Regions from separate parts of the Mus musculus genome. Here region 1 is linked to region 2. Evidence: chromatin contacts called from public Hi-C data. All regions are on one chromosome and are shown on one strand. Each heading gives the region's core, a stretch centred on a gene start, on an enhancer-like site or on the middle of the called end of the contact. The rest is flanking DNA. Distances are from core to core; before and after follow the strand shown. Region 1 has its middle 15 kb from the start of Gm39350. Region 2 has its middle 44 kb from the start of Gm33643.

The links. Hi-C and Micro-C count contacts between places; a contact is called where the count stands out from the background.
Region 1: a Hi-C map of trophoblast stem cells shows a contact between it and region 2, with 1.7 times the contacts expected there. The contact joins two enhancer-like sites. A contact is called at or near these places in 4 of 484 Hi-C or Micro-C datasets (the AML12 cell line, bone marrow-derived macrophages, trophoblast stem cells and 1 more), 1 of 115 datasets of contacts at active chromatin or transcription factors (embryonic basal ganglia) and 1 of 9 other capture datasets (embryonic stem cells).

Annotation. Positions count from the first base shown.
Region 1 is chr9:61,576,367-61,584,173 of GRCm38.p6, reverse strand. No RefSeq gene overlaps it. Among named protein-coding and RNA genes, the nearest start is that of Gm39350, 15 kb to the left of the region's middle. Within about 2 kb of position 5,608, at least 6 of the 459 cell types and tissues checked have an H3K27ac peak or open chromatin away from gene starts, as enhancers often do. A contact at or near this core is called in trophoblast stem cells, where this site is marked.
Region 2 is chr9:60,908,294-60,915,762 of GRCm38.p6, reverse strand. No RefSeq gene overlaps it. Among named protein-coding and RNA genes, the nearest start is that of Gm33643, 44 kb to the right of the region's middle. Within about 2 kb of position 3,147, at least 6 of the 459 cell types and tissues checked have an H3K27ac peak or open chromatin away from gene starts, as enhancers often do. A contact at or near this core is called in trophoblast stem cells, where this site is marked.

The sequences.
Region 1 (7,807 bases), core at 4,359-6,858, 670 kb before region 2:
GAGTAGGAAAGGTGGAAGCCTCCCTGGCTGCACCCACCTCCCCAGCCCCCCTTGAAGCCCCCTCTCCTTTCCAGCTTCCGCTGAATCCATCTGAAGAAGGCCTTCAGGAGGGTTCCCTTGGCACAGTCCGCACTGGGTCATTAGCTGTTGAGACGAAAGTCCAACCCGCAGCGTGTGCATCCCCAGCTCCCACCCTGCCTGAATCAACACTTGGCAGGGAACCAAAGCTTCTCCTGCTTGGGCCCCAGTGGCTCCCTGCTATACAGCCAGGTCCAGCCAGCACCTACTGCATTCCCCCAGGGCCGCACCTGCAGAAGGACGATAAGGGAATCAGATTCTCCTGCGACGGCAGAGGGATAGTCCAAAGATCTAGAATATTTAGCTGTATTTACCCGCCGTAATCAGCTTCTCAAAGACAGTTGCTGGGCAGCTCGCTCTACATTGATTATACCACCGCCTATTTTTGGCCCCCGGGGGCAAACAGTTCTGATTAATATTTCACAACACATTTTTTTTCATATCCCTTTCTTCGTGTTGTTGCCTTTCTCTCTCTCTTTCCTCCTCCTGAGCCCCTGAGAGCCTGATAGAGAGACGCAGAATATTTTACTGTCTCTTGTGTCTGCCTGCTCCAGTAATCAGCGGACTCAATCACGCTTGCAGTGTTTTTATGAATTAATAACAGGCACTTTGGAGGGCTAGCGGGGGAGGCAGGAAACACAATCTATGGAACCTTAATGAGCGCCGTGGGGAACAGCTAGCTCACTGCCTCTCACCCCACCACACTGCACTGTAAATCATCTTTTCTGAGATTACTGGCTTTCGAACCAGCCTAGACAGCTTGCAGGAACTCCTCTGTCCCTGCCAGGTCCCTCCAGGAAATGGAATCTGGGAGAAACAGCACATCTTGAAGAGGGAAGGGAAGGGGTAGGGCTCGGTTGGTAGAGAGTTTGCCTGGCATGGGCCAAGCTCTGGGTTCCATCCCCACACATGGACAGTGGAGGCAGAAAGATCAGAAGTTCAAGGTCACCCTTGGCTGCATAGCAAGTTTGAAGCCAGCCTGGTCTACACGGGGCCAATGCAAAAGGAGGGTAGAGAACAGACTTAAAGCCTGATTTTTCTTTGTCTACAGCCATAACATCCTATATGGATCAAATCTCACATGAAAAGGCAAAGGAGCTGGTGTCTTGACTTGGCCAGACAAATGGCCACATTCTTCCATGTGCCTTACACCGTTACTCTGGCAAATTAGGCGAAGAGGGCTGAGGCGTGGAGGGTCAGCTGGTATCCTAGGTATCCTGGGTCACATATCGTCTCCCAGAGGAAGGGCCTTTCACTCCTGAGTCTAGAAACATGTTCTTGATTCTCATGGCATTTCCTGGCGCCTAAATTTTCCATGTCTCAATTACACCAAATATCCCAAGAACTCAAGCCATATCTTGATATAACATGGGGGGAAAAAAACAAAACAACTTCCAATGCACTGTCGTCTGACACACGTAGTCCTGCCAGGTGGAAACAGCGCCCAGTTCACAGCATCAGGTGCTCTCACTACGCGAGGCACCCAATCTGGTCCTACTTGACAAGAGCAGACAGAAAACAGGAGTCAGGGAAAGGCCAAATGACCACAGGGCACAGTCCCTCCCCCTGACCTTGTGAAATGTCATAGTCCACACTCTAAGGGACAACCCTCCATATTCTTCGTTTGTGAAGATGAGTAGAATCCTCACCTGAAGCAGAACCATAGACTGAGAGCAGACCCATCTTCCCAGTGAGACAATAAAGGCCGATAATCCTCAAGCAGAACCATAGACTGAGACCAGACCCATCTTCCCAGTGAGACAATAAAGGCCGATAATCCTCAAGCAGAACCATAGACTGAGAGCAGACCCATCTTCCCAGTGAGACAATAAAGGCCGATAATCCTCAAGCAGAACCATAGACTGAGAGCAGACCCATCTTCCCAGTGAGACAATAAAGGCCGATAATCTAACCAGGAAGTTGGCTTGGAAGCAAAGCCAAGCTACAAGGATGCTGTATCCACATGAAAGTAGAGAAAAACAAATGTTAATCTGTTTATGACGCTATGCCCTTGGGCTCAGATGTCACCTCCGTGGAAGGGTAGCCCTCCATCCCAAGCAGGTGCCACTTGCCAAGGCCTCTGTGACATCACTAAGTTCATCTGGCCTCCCTCTAGAGAGGTACCGAGTTTCTCATTCCTCTCAGGTCCACTCATCACCTGCTGGGGCAGACGCCTGGGGTCATTTGTTTTCTGTTAACTTTCAAGTTTCTTCATACAGCAGCTTCCAAGGCTTGGAAAAGCCAGCATTTAGGAAGCACAGTGCGTTTGAACTTGAGCTGAAAGCCTCTCTGCTGTGAGACTTGGAAACCCACCTCTGGATGCAGTTGTTGCCAACAGAGGGGAAACAAGAAAGCACCCTTATCCACACTTTGCAGCAAGCTCTGTGTTAGGCCATGGAAGAGCACCTATGTCACAGGCTGGCTGAGTTTCCAGAGGGGACTTTAGGACCACTTGGTGAGAGGACAAGTCACCTGAGGATCCTGAGGTTTAAACACCTGGGTAGCAGGGGAAGAGGCAGAAGAAAGAGGGAGAAAGAAGAGAGAAGAAATAGAGACGAAGATGCAGGGGTGGATGCATGTGTACCCAGAGAACCAATGGCCCAGATACCACCCAGACACAACAGTCCTGGTCTCAGGCAAATGTAAGGCAGAAGGAGGCAAAATGGGGAGTGTGAAATTAGGCCCTGGATTCTGTGGCGGAAGCCGTAAGGTCTCAAGACTCCCATTTTGCAAATACTTCTTAGCATTGTCGAGAGCATAGTTAACTTACCATGATCATACAAACTCCGTAACCCAAATCTGCAAACAGCATCTCTCTGTGTTAGTCATTCTATGCTCCCCAGGGAGGGCTGCTTTTGCCAGGATTCCTCCCACATTGTCTCCTGCTGCAAGCTTTAGGAGGCCTTTGACCGAGGTCAGGTTTCCACTGAAGACCCAGCTCACTGGTACTTTACCACTTCTCCCTTGCAAGTATGTCTCCATGTTAGCATCGTCAGTGTCCTGTGAGAAAATCATGGGAAATGCTCTCATTTGCCACCCAGGCCCCATCACACATGAGCCAGAATCTAAATTTTAGTCCCCTCACTGGGTCCTGGGTGGACCCAGTTAATGGTGAGAAACTGGGACTATTGGGTAACTGGAGAGCACCCCCAGATGTGTACTTGCCTTTTAACACTGCTGCCTCTCCTTGGCCCCAGCTGATTCTCCTGCTGGAGAAGCCGAACCTTTCCACCAGACTTCCAGGGTCCAGGGAGAACGGACAAACTCTGGAATCTTCAGTAAGAAACATCTCCAAATTCTAACAACCTTCAGCTCCCCCTGGCAGGTAAACTTCTTAGGCTGGCCTCGTGGTAGGCCTTGGCATACACTTCTACACAGGGCAGCTATATCAACCCTGATTGTCATCTCTCAGATCCCACTGGCTTATGAGAACTGGGGCTTGTATGGTGCCTCATTTCACGGTCCTCCTGGACAGAGACACAATGTATATAACAATCCTTCCAGAGAGTTTTATGCATTATGGTCTGGCTTTGCTTTAATGAAACCCCATCTTAAAGGCACAAGAATGAGATGTCCAGTGTGTGTGTGTGTGTCTGTGTGTGTGTGTGTGTGTGTGTCTGTGTGTGTCTGTGTGCATGTGTGTGCATGTATGTGTCTCTATGTGTGTCTGTGTGCATGTGTGTGCATGTATGTGTCTCTATGTGTGTCTGTGTGCATGTGTGTGTATGTGTATGTGTGGGTGGCTGGGTGAAGGTTGGAGGTCAGCCTCAAATGTCATTCCTCACAAACTCTATGTCTGTGGAACCTGCGGATGAGGTTAGATTGCTTGGTCAGAGAGCCCAAGGGTCTGCCTGGTTCTGCCTCCCCAAGCACTGGGGTCACACACCACCATGCCCAGTTTTTTATATGGTGTCTGGGGCTCAATCTCTTGTCCTCGTGGTTGTGAGATAAACGCTTCTGACTGCTCTGTCCCTCCAGCCCAGAGATGTCCACTTTTATTCAGTGGATACTTACTTCAGGTGACAGCCCTGAGCTAGGCATTGTGACAGAAACGAATGAGATCCAGCCCTCAAATCTTGCATGCTGGGTCTTCACTTCCCACAGCCTTTGATGGAGCAGGGGCGTCTTCTTACATTAGACTCTCCCTAGAGGACATATGAATGATGTTTCCTTAAAGAAAGCAAGAATTTCCTGGCGTGATGGTGTGTGCCTATAATCCCAGAACTCAAGAAGCTAAGGCAGCTTGAAGATTATGAGTTCAAGGCCAGCTTGGGCTATATACTAAGCCCCTTAACAAAGCAACTCTGCTAACAGGTTTCCCAACACACATCTGGCTGCGCCATGCTGAGTCAAACATGAGTCCTTGAACAAAGAGCCTCTTATGGCTTGATTGGCCTTCGAGTTCCTGGTGCACAAACTCTCACAATACGCAGAACGTTTCTTCCCCCAGAAACACATTTAAATAAGATTTTCTCAAATTGGATTTCAGGTGGTTTCACTTCTCTCGGCTCTGCTTTGAAGCCAAACTTACCTTTCCCGTGGCCTACTTCCGCACAGCCTTCCCGATGATTTTAAGCTAATCTGTTAAACCACTTTGCATTTAGAAGGATTTAACCAATATTAGAATACTATTTTACTCCTCCCCAAGAAAGATAGGGCCTCTAAACCCATTGCTGCACTAATCCGGAATTTCACAACACACGTTTGTGCAGGGCTAGAAGGCTAGGCAGGCTTGGGGCCAAAGCACAGAGCCCATTGGAATTTTTATTGGTCCCAGGGACACAGGCTCTGCCTAAGGTATCTTTGGGAGATGTCAGTGTCTCACAGCAACCTTTCCTCCCCACTTCAAGGGTTTCGGGTCTACTGTGAGTGAGGTAGACCTGCCTGTCCCCCGGGGCCAGCCATCCTGTCCCCTGAGTGATCCTGGGCCTCTCCACAGTAGGAGCAGTAGAAGGTTACTTGATTTTCTGCCTCTGTCTCGTTGTGTGACTGCAAGGTCATCCTCAGTGAATCGTGTGTGACCTTGATCTGGGAGGCAATCCCTGTTGAATCTTTCAGATCAGAAAAAGGGGTGGGGCAGATGTACAGAATTGAATGTTTCCAGAGAACCTGGGAATCTTGCAGGGATGCAGGACTAGTAGGTTTCATAACCACTGGGCAATAGAGAGTATATTTGGCCTTTCTCAAGAATGACTACCTCAGGAGCTCAAGAGGACAGCTAGGTCCCCTCATCTGTCCCACCAGAGCCGAGCCTTGGAAATGTAAAATACTAGGAATTGAATATTGTTACAGTGATTGATGTCCTTGCTCTTGCTGGAACTCAGGAAAGGAGGGTGTGGGCAAGGTTATAGGAATGGCGGGCCCTTCTCTGCCACCTCTTCATTATTGTCCTCTGCTTGCTCATTTCCCTAGCCTCACCTGTTAGCCATCTGCACTGTGGCGTGGTCCACGTGCTCATGACATCCTGGCTGTGGAAAGAGCAGGGGAGATCGTCTGTGCTGTAGCTATACATACATTGGATGCAATGAAACGGGGGTGGTGTTTGTGTCTCTGTTTTCTTTCAGAGTGGAGCTAGGGATGTGTCTGCCTGGAACATCTGCTCCTGGGCACCGTGTATTTAACTGCAGTGCAGAAAATTTAAACATGAACTTAAGTTCTCTGAGACTGTGTGGAGGGAGATTTGGCCATCAGCGTTACAGTTCTTTTTCTAAACCAAAATGCCCAGATTGAGGCATTAAAATGTAACACTTCCACACCCACAGGGTGGGAGGAAGAACACAGCTACATATTTACAACCTGATTTCTCTGGGGAAAGGTAAGAGCTGTTGTGTGGTGTGGCTTCCTAGTTCGTGTGTTGGCTCTTCAGTACATTTTGTTATTTTCTGTGCACTCAAACACAGACCATCTGAGTGAACACACACAGCAGCTGAGAGCGCTTCCTCCTCACCTTGCTGGGTGTCCCTCCCTAAGAATCTGTGCCAGACTTCAGGGCGAATTCTCCAGACTTGTAAGGCTGATGATGCCCTGAGGCTTATCCACTGGAGACAGCAGGGTTAAGGCTGAGACCACTCTAGCTATGTCTCAGCTAGGTTTTTTATTGCTGCGATGAAATACCATGTCTAAAAAGCGAGTTGGGAGGGAAGGGTTTATTTGGCTAACACTCCTATACTGCTATTCATTATCCAAGGAAGTCAAACGGCAGGATCCAAGAGGCAAAAGCTAATACAGAGACCATGGAGGGATGCTGGTTACTAGCTTGCTCCCTATGCCTTGCTCAGTCTGCTTTCTTATAGAAGCTAGAACCACCAGGCCAGGGATGGTACCACCCACAACGAGCTAAGTGGTTAATCACTAATTGAAAAAAAATGTCTTAGTGCGGGGTCTTATGGAGGCATTTCCTCAAATGAGGCTCCTTCCTCTCTGATGGCTCTGGCTGGCATCAAATTGACACACAAACTCAGCCAGTACAAGTTGTAATGACAGCTAGGGGGAAATCCACTGGGACCCAGAACCTCCTTGAACATGACCAGGAAAGGTCGGCCCTAGGGATCTACTTCCTACACACAGAGCCTGTAAGCGACTTCTATCCAGGTATCCAAGCAGACTTCACATCAGCCGATCAGTCACAAGTCTTAAACCTTGAGTCCCAACAACAGCCTCCTGGGTTTGTCCTTGTTGTCCTCTGCCACCATCTTGAATTCTCTCCCTTTTCTCTCGCACACATGTGTGTCACTGTCAGATCCCAAGTGAGAGAAAAGATAGAATGGGGACTGCCCTTAAAATTGTCATCATGGATCCAGTGAGATAACTCAGCAGCTAAAGGTGCTGCCTACCAAACCTGTTGACCCGAGTCGTCTCTCTTGAATCCACATGGTAGAATTGACTCCTACAAATTGTTCTCTGACTTCCACGTGTTGCTGTGGCATCCAAGCCCTCTTGTGACAAAATAATATATGAAAAAAAATCCCATCCATATAATCACTGTCAGTTCATAGGCTTAGATGTGCTTAGAGTTTCTGAGAATGTCTGTCAGGAAGTTTCTAGATTGGGTTACATGAGTAGTCAACGGACTGGGGTCCTAGTCTGAGAAGAAAAAAGAGAAGCTACAAAAATTTATCTATCTCTGCTTCCTAACCAGCTGGCTCACACACCTGCTACCATGATTCTCCCACAGCAATGGGCTGGACTCTAAAACTGTGAGTCAAAAATAAGTCCCGGACACTTAAGTCACTGTTGTCAGAGACACTTATCATGACAATGAATTAAGTGACTGACAGATGATGTACACACCTCCCCATCCAAGAACATGGTATACTTCTGGGTATTGTCTTCTGGGCATCTCTCAGGAAAGTTTTAACATTCTTGACTTAATTCTCTCAGAGCATTTAGACACTTCCTCCATATTAGCTAACAACATTAAAAAACTAAACTCATTTTTTTTTAAATCACAAGAAACAATTTCTTTGCTTCCTGGTGGGGTGGGGGTGGGGAGCGAGGGAAGGCCTGCAAGATCAGGCAACACAGAGCCCATGTTGTGCCAGGCAATGAGTGATTGCCTGCGTGGCAGAGGCTTAGCATCAGAGTGCTATCCTCCTCCTGTCATTAAATGTTTGAGTATGTGACAGGGGCACAGCAGTTGAAAACGAGGTCGGGGGTTGATCACGGGAAGCTGCTTCTCAGAGCATCAAAGAAGGAGTTGGGTTTCCAGACTGGAAACAGCAGGAGCCTG
Region 2 (7,469 bases), core at 1,898-4,397:
TGTTGGTAGGGCAAAATGCTGACTTATAGCAGGATGTCAGGAGGAAGGTCCCTCTGTGGTGGGGCTCTGGCCTCTTAGGCTGCTGTCACCTCTGTGGGGTGTGGTGAGCCTGTTGTGGGAACAGGGAGATGAGGGTTAGGGTGGCAGGGATCTTGCTCTTGCTTGTGTTTGCTTCTGTTGCAATTACTTCACCAGAGATCTCTTTCCAGTCTACGTGCCTGTTAGCATGATTCTAGAGATAGCTGGGTGACTAACTTTGTTCTAGCCCATGGCTGTGCTGGGCTGAACCAGGTGTGGAAACTGGGCTGCTCTGACTTGGAGGGTGTGAAAGGAAGTATTGGAAGAACACTGTTTTGCAGTAAGTAGACTGGATGACACTATAGCCCTAGGCTTTCATCTGAGTCCTCAGACTGATGAGAGATACCTGGCTCAGGTGAGGAGCCCTGGATAAATCAACTCATCAACCTACTACAGAACTGCTCATAGTTCAAACCTGGAATGGTCTGCCTTGATGAGCTAAGGACATGCAGTCAAAGGCAGGACTACAGTCACCTTCAGCATCTAAGCTGGCACAGATGGGGGCTCCTCTGCGGAGCCTCACAAAGGTCTGAGGAGACCCTGGCTGAGACTTTGCCATTCATTAAGTGTGCGATGCTGCCTGTCTCAGATAACGATGCTCGTCTCTGTCCCACATCCTCACTTCATAGCTTCCTCTGCTTACTCTAGCTAAGCAAACACTGTTTGGTTTACCCAAGTGATGTCTGCATCAGGCTTTTCCTTTCACCCAAGCCCACTGTTGACATTACACACACACTACAGCTCTTAGACAATTTCCTGTTACCTGAAGAGCTTAAGTTTTAAAATGTAAAAACAGCTGGTGTGGGGGAGCCTTCCCTGCATCTTTTCTGTCATCTCGTTCCTAGAAGGAATCAGCAATGGTATGGCCTGGCTGCTTCTGATGGGTCGGCAGGTAAAGTGCTAGCTGCATAAGCATCAGGACCCAAGTTCAAATCCCCAGAATTCATGTGCAAAGCTGGGTGTGGCGGCATGCACTCTGACTCCAGAGCTGGAGACTCCCAGAGAGGCAGGACTTTTGAGTTCCATGGCCAACCAGTTTCACTAAACTGGTGAACTCCTGGGTCAGTGAGTGATCCTGCCTCAAAACATAAGAGAAATACAGGACACCTGACACCCACCTCCGGCTTCCAGATGTGCATGCAGTCACACACACTCCACACTGCCTCTAATCTATCAGAAAAAAAAAAAGATAAAGGGAGAAAGAGAAAAAGAGATCTTACACACATGTGCTTTGATTTCCATGTTTATTTTATTTAAAATGTGGCCTTGAAATCTTACATCATACCATGACTCTATGGTAGTTGATACTCTGCATCATATATTGATGCACTCAGTTCACAGAGTGAAGACAGGTAGCTACAGAGTAAATATCCATGCAGCCACTACACAGGCCAGGAACTAGGACACAGTCAGAAATCCCTTTATATCCTGGGTATGTCTAGTATTATCTTTCCCCTCATGATTATCTACCCCACTGACTACGGTTTTAGACTCAGTCACAACTTTTTAAGCTGCGACTGGTCTTTGAGAATCCCTGAATTACCCCGAGGATAACTCCAAGAGATTTGCCCTCTCTTACCCCATCCCTGCTGTCTCTTTTTCCCTCCCTGAGCAGTCTTTGGAAAGCCAAAGTAAAATAGCATCCATAGTGAGTGTGTTGTGTAGCTATTGCTCTGGGATAGAGAAGGAAGAGGGTGGGAGTGTTGGGAAATAATAAAACTTACAAGGCTCAGGAAGCACCAGAAACTTATAAGACTTGCAAGGCCTTTCCCTAAGGATGTGGAGGCAGTAATCACAACCTCTGGCCAGGCATCTGACTTGGCTGCAAGCTGTTAAGGGAGCTTCAAGGATGAAGCTTGTGAGTCATCTCATGCAGGAATGGGCTTTCCCATGACTGCAGCTCCCTTTGGCTCACCCAGAGGTTGCTCTGGGAAGAGGAATGTCAATTGAGAAAACGCCTCCATCAGATTGCTTGTAGGCAAGTCTCTCTGGCGTTTTCTTGATTAATGATTGATGTGGAAGGATCCAGCCCAATGTGGATGATGCCGCCCCTAGTTGGTCCTGGTGTATAAGAAACAAGCTGAGCAATCCATGAGGAGCCAGCCACCTAGCAGCATTCCTCCGTGGTCTCTCCTGAAGTTCCTGCCTTCCTGAAGTTTTTGCCCTGACTTCCCTTGATGATGGACTGTGACCTGGAAAGATACGCTGAAATAAAACCTTACCTCCCCCAGCTGCCTCCTAACTGCAGTGATTGGTGGCATGGTCTTTGCAATGGGTGGTAAGACATGTAACCAAGCCCAAGCCATCTGATGGATAATCCATGGGAGGGAAATCCAGGATTATTTGTCTTCACTGACTATTCAGAGATGTATGGGGCAATGTGCCTCCTTAATAAATAGAGTTCACCTCTCAAGTATGGTTATCCCCCAAAGTGGCTGGTAGACTCAGATCATGGCCATTCCTGATAGTAAGCATTGGAGCTAGATAGTGAGGCTCTAGCAGCTTTTGCATAGCCTTTGCTGTGGGCAATGAGACATGAAGCAGAGACTGAGGTGACTGCCCAGAAAGAACTTGCCCATGTCGGGGAGGGAGTTGAATGGGGAAATGCATGCAGTTACTGTCTTCTCCATTAGCCTCTGATTTGGCAAGGAAGGTAGAAAACGGAAGATGAGTTAAAGGCGTTGGCTTGCTGCTGTGTACAGATGGCTGGTTCTGAGGGAGAGTACAGCTTAGATCTGTACTGCAGAGTCCCTCCTGGGATCCAGAAACTTGAATCCCTTGGGAAGAAAGACAATAAAAAGAGAGAGCAAGATAGAAGGCAGAGAAGATACCCCTCCTAGGAAGGGAAAAATCCACAATTCCACATATAGTCAGGGGCCTTGCTAATGGCCCAGTTCAGGAAACTATGATAATCTGAGTTCACGATGCATCTTATCTGCTTAAGTTAGGAAAATTTTAAAATAAGCAGCTAAAGAACCTCTCACAGATCTGCTCAGGAGGTCATGAGGCGTGAGTGTGGATGGGATCAGCCTGAGTAGCAGGAAGCAGAGAAACTAAAGAAGATAGCTACTCACCTCCCATTGAGCCAAAGGCTGTATGATTCATCTCAATACAGGGACAACCAGTCCCTGCACTCAGGAAGCAGAGAGCAGACAGGAAATAGGGCCAAGGGCTAAAGGCTCAAGGCCCACCTCTAGTCACCCACTTTCTCTAGGAGGCTCCACATCCTAAAGATTCCACATCTTTCCAAAACACTGTGCCACCAGCTGGGAACCATGCATTTAAACACAGGAGTCTATGAGAGACATTTCAACACCTCTGTACTCAACAGTGCTCTTTTGATGAAGCAATCGATCCAGCTGATAGGATTGTTCCTTGCTGTTCTGGGCCTTGCTAATGTTTCTATTTTAGTATTCTCTTAGCCACCCAAGGCTAACAGGCACTTAGAATGAATGACAGTGGGCTCTCAGAGATCCTGCCTGCCCTCTTTACAACATTTTCATTATATAACACTAACTCTTGGGTGTCTTACAGACTTCTTCTATAAGAACATCTGGAAGGACAGTAAAAATAGCAATTAAGGAGTTTGAATGAGGTGTCCTGAGTGTGGGGAAAAGACACTCCCAGGATGCAATGTAATGGGTAAAAATCCCCAGGCCAAGATGGCCTACCTCTCTCTGAGTTTTTTGGTAGGGTTGCATAGTCCATAAGTCTATTGTTACTACTGTTAGCTGATGCCAGAACTAGATGGCAAGACTCTACTGCTAAAAACACTGCATACTTTGGCTGTAGGACATGGAGAAATTCGCCTGAGTCTCAGGGGGCAGCTCCCTCTCATATGGTTGGCATACATAGCATATGGCATAACAGCAATACTCATGCTGTTAGGGGGAAGTTGTCACAGATAGTCCTGCTCTACTGAGGACTCTGAGTGCTACAGTACCAACATGCTGGGTAAGATGTGGCCTCTGGAACAACAGTGGTATAACTGCTATGGGCAGAACCAGCTACTCTCTGATTATATCTAAGGCTCATTTAATGGACAGTACCTCATGTCTAACATGGTAAGCCAAGACAGAAGTCTATGGCTTGGGAGGTCATAGGCCCTAGTTAAAAGCAGTACTAGTATTTTGTTAAATGGATGTGATGTGCCTATCAAATTGCTTTCTAAACATTTGCACTGATATCTATAGATTTCTGCCATTAGCTTTAGTCAGTCATGAAGGAAAACTTCTTTTTGTAGTGTGTTGGGAGTATGGAGGGGATTGCTGCTGAGATATATAAATGGCCAAGCCATAGATGGGAAAAAACAAAACAAAACAAAACCAGATATCTTCTAAATTTCCATGCCAAAGCTTAGGGAACAGCGAAGAAATAGGGAGGGATTTAAGAGCCAGAGGAAGGGATAGAGTGTTGTATAATTATTTCCTGTCAATTAAAATATTCTTACCTGGAGAGAAGAAGAAAGCTTTTAAGGCTTAGGAAGTAGACACAACTGACAGAGCCCAGGAAGCTCCTGAAACATGCAAGATTCACAAGCCCCAAGGCTGCATAAGTAGTAATATTGGTGGGGAGAGGAGACGCTGGCTGGTCAGCAAATGGGTAGAGAGTTCTAGGGATAGGGTGAGCTTCCAGTGCTACAGCTCACCCAGGCTCTTATAAGTCATCCCTGTGAGCCTCCCTGCCTCCAGGGATCAGGGATTGGCTGATATCAGTCCATGATGGCAAATGGAGCAAAAGCTACAACAGTGAGTTCAGAAGCCTCTCTATTAGGAATGGAAATGGTGACACTCCGGGATCAGCTTCCAGGAGGCAGATCAATTTTATTCAGGGTTAACAATGTTTATATAAAACTCTGGGGAGGGGATAGGGTTATCCGAGGAAAAGGTCATTGGCCGAAGGCTAAGGTATTGAGATAGCTCATTAGCATGGGGAGGCATTCCAAGTATCCCAGGTGTTTGCTGAAACAGTTTCTTATAAGAAGAAAGGGAGTTGGACCTGTAATTTCCCTAAGGGCTAAGTGACATTGCTCAGGTAAAGGGTGTGGCATCCAGGACCCTGCGGGTAGAGAATAGAAATCTCTCTGACAAAGCGAGTCTGACATTTTGCACCAAGCTCAGAGCTTTCTCAACAATTCCTTTCTGTGTTTCTGTAAGTAAGACCAGTAAACTTATTGGTTTAAGATTTTACTTGGGTAAGATAGTTTTCTTAGTCTGACATTAGTGCCCTATTTATAATTAACAAACACTTATTCATGTCTCCTCAGAAAATGTCACGTAGCACAGACAGACCCTGGACCAGGGGACTGGTCCTTGTTCTTCTATGTCCTACCGCCAGCTCTTCCTTCTAATATACTCCATACTGACTCCGCAGTGACCCCAGCTCACAGCTGGACACTCAGCTATGCACTCACTCAGGCAGGCAGACCCTTCTACTGACTTCCTCCCTCCCATGTGATGGTTTGAATGAAAAAAAAAAAAGAAGAAGAAGGAATACCTTCATAGTCATGGGCATTTGAATGCTTGGTCACCAGCTGATGGTGCTGTTTGGATGGGTTTAGGAAGTGTGGTCTTGTTGGAAGAAATGTGTCACTTAGAGGCAGGGTCTCTCTTTCTCTCTGTGCTTGTAGTCCAAGATGTGAGACCTTAACTTCTAGTCCAGATGTCATGCCTGTCACTTGCTGCCTTCAATCTGTTATCATGGACTCTAACCTTATGGAACCATAAGACCAAATAAACTCTTCTATAAGTTGTCATGTCATGGAGTTTCATCACAGCAACAGTAAAGTTACTAATATACTCCCCCAGCAGCCCCCACTGTCCTGCCCAGCAGCACCAGTGTCTGGGTACCAGATCTCCCAGGAAGCTCTGAAGGGTCCACTGTACCCTAACAGTCTTGGAGGAAGTTTCTCCAAAGCTTCTCTCTGTTTTATTTATTTGTTTGCTTGCTGTTTATAGTTATTATTTATTTATATTATTATATACTTATGATACATTATTTATAGATTATATAAATAAATAATGCATTTATTTATTGGGAAACACCTTTCCCAGGCTTATTCTTTCCCAGCTTCCCTCATGACTGCAGGGCTCATCCCCTCGCTTGGGCCTTCCCCATCAGGCTCCATTTCCCTCATAGAACACAACTACCTGGATATCTATGGTTACCGCTCTCTTCCCTTCCTCCACAGTGTTGTTATCAGCCAGACTCGAATCTTTAAACAAAGCAGTCTGGTTGTGCATCTACTGTCTTTGAAACGAGTAAAATTGGTCTGTTTTGTTTTGTTTTGGTTTTTTTGTCTTGTTTTGTTTACCCAACATTCTCTTTGCAAGCTTTATCCACGTTGTTAGGAGAAGCTGTGGGCTTACTCATTTCCTCTGCTGAGCGTTTCTTTGTATGAAGAACTCACACTTAATTTTTTTTGCATTCTGTTGTTGATAAACAGTTGGGCTGTCCACTGAGACTATTTGAATAACGCTGCTGTAAGCATTCTTGCATCTGCCTCTTAGCGCACCTGCATACTTCTGTTGAATGCACACCTAACGAGAAGAGCTGAGTCATGGCTGAGTCATGGCGTGAGGGTCTTACAGTTTAGGAGACAGAAATCAAAACTGATTGTTTTGCTATTTTACACTTAGAACTGGTGTTTGCATGCAATCTTTGCATTTCAGGCACCCCGAGGGATGTATAGGGAGCACCCATTTGTGTCTAAAGTTACTTTCCCTGACACCCTGACAATGCATTTGGACACATCTGTAATTATTTATCAGTCTCTCTTTAAGTGTCTAGCCTGTGCATTTTTTCCATTAGGACCTTGTTTGGTTTGTTTTTATTCCTCACTGACTTTAACATAGCATTACATAATTCAATACCATGGAACATATTTTGAATATAAGAACCCACTTTCATCAGTTGTGTCTAGTTCAGTGTGTGTTGGCATATGTACAGTGAGCAGCATCTCTCCATTGTCTCTGCTTCAGGTCCTGCCCTGCCTTTTCTTACTGACAGACTGACCTGGAAGTGTAAGCTGAAATAACTCTTCCCTCCCTTTTGCTTTTGGCCACAGTGTTTTATCATAGCCACAGGCCTTATCTTTTCCCTTTCTATTTTTTTTCTCAAAATTCTCAAAATTGTATTTGTCTTCCTAATTCTTTTTTTTTTTTTCAATTTCAGTTGGTTTTTTTTTTTGTTTGTTTTGTTTTGTTTTTACAAATTACCTTGCCAATTTCTGTTTTCAAAACCTCTGCTAAGATTTTTGTTAATTTATAAATTTCATCAAATCTACTTGGAAAGAGCTGACATGTGGCAATACTGAGTTCCATGATACACAAATATGGTCTACATCTATTTGTATTTAAACCTTTCATTTCTGTTGGCAATGTTCTGTGTAT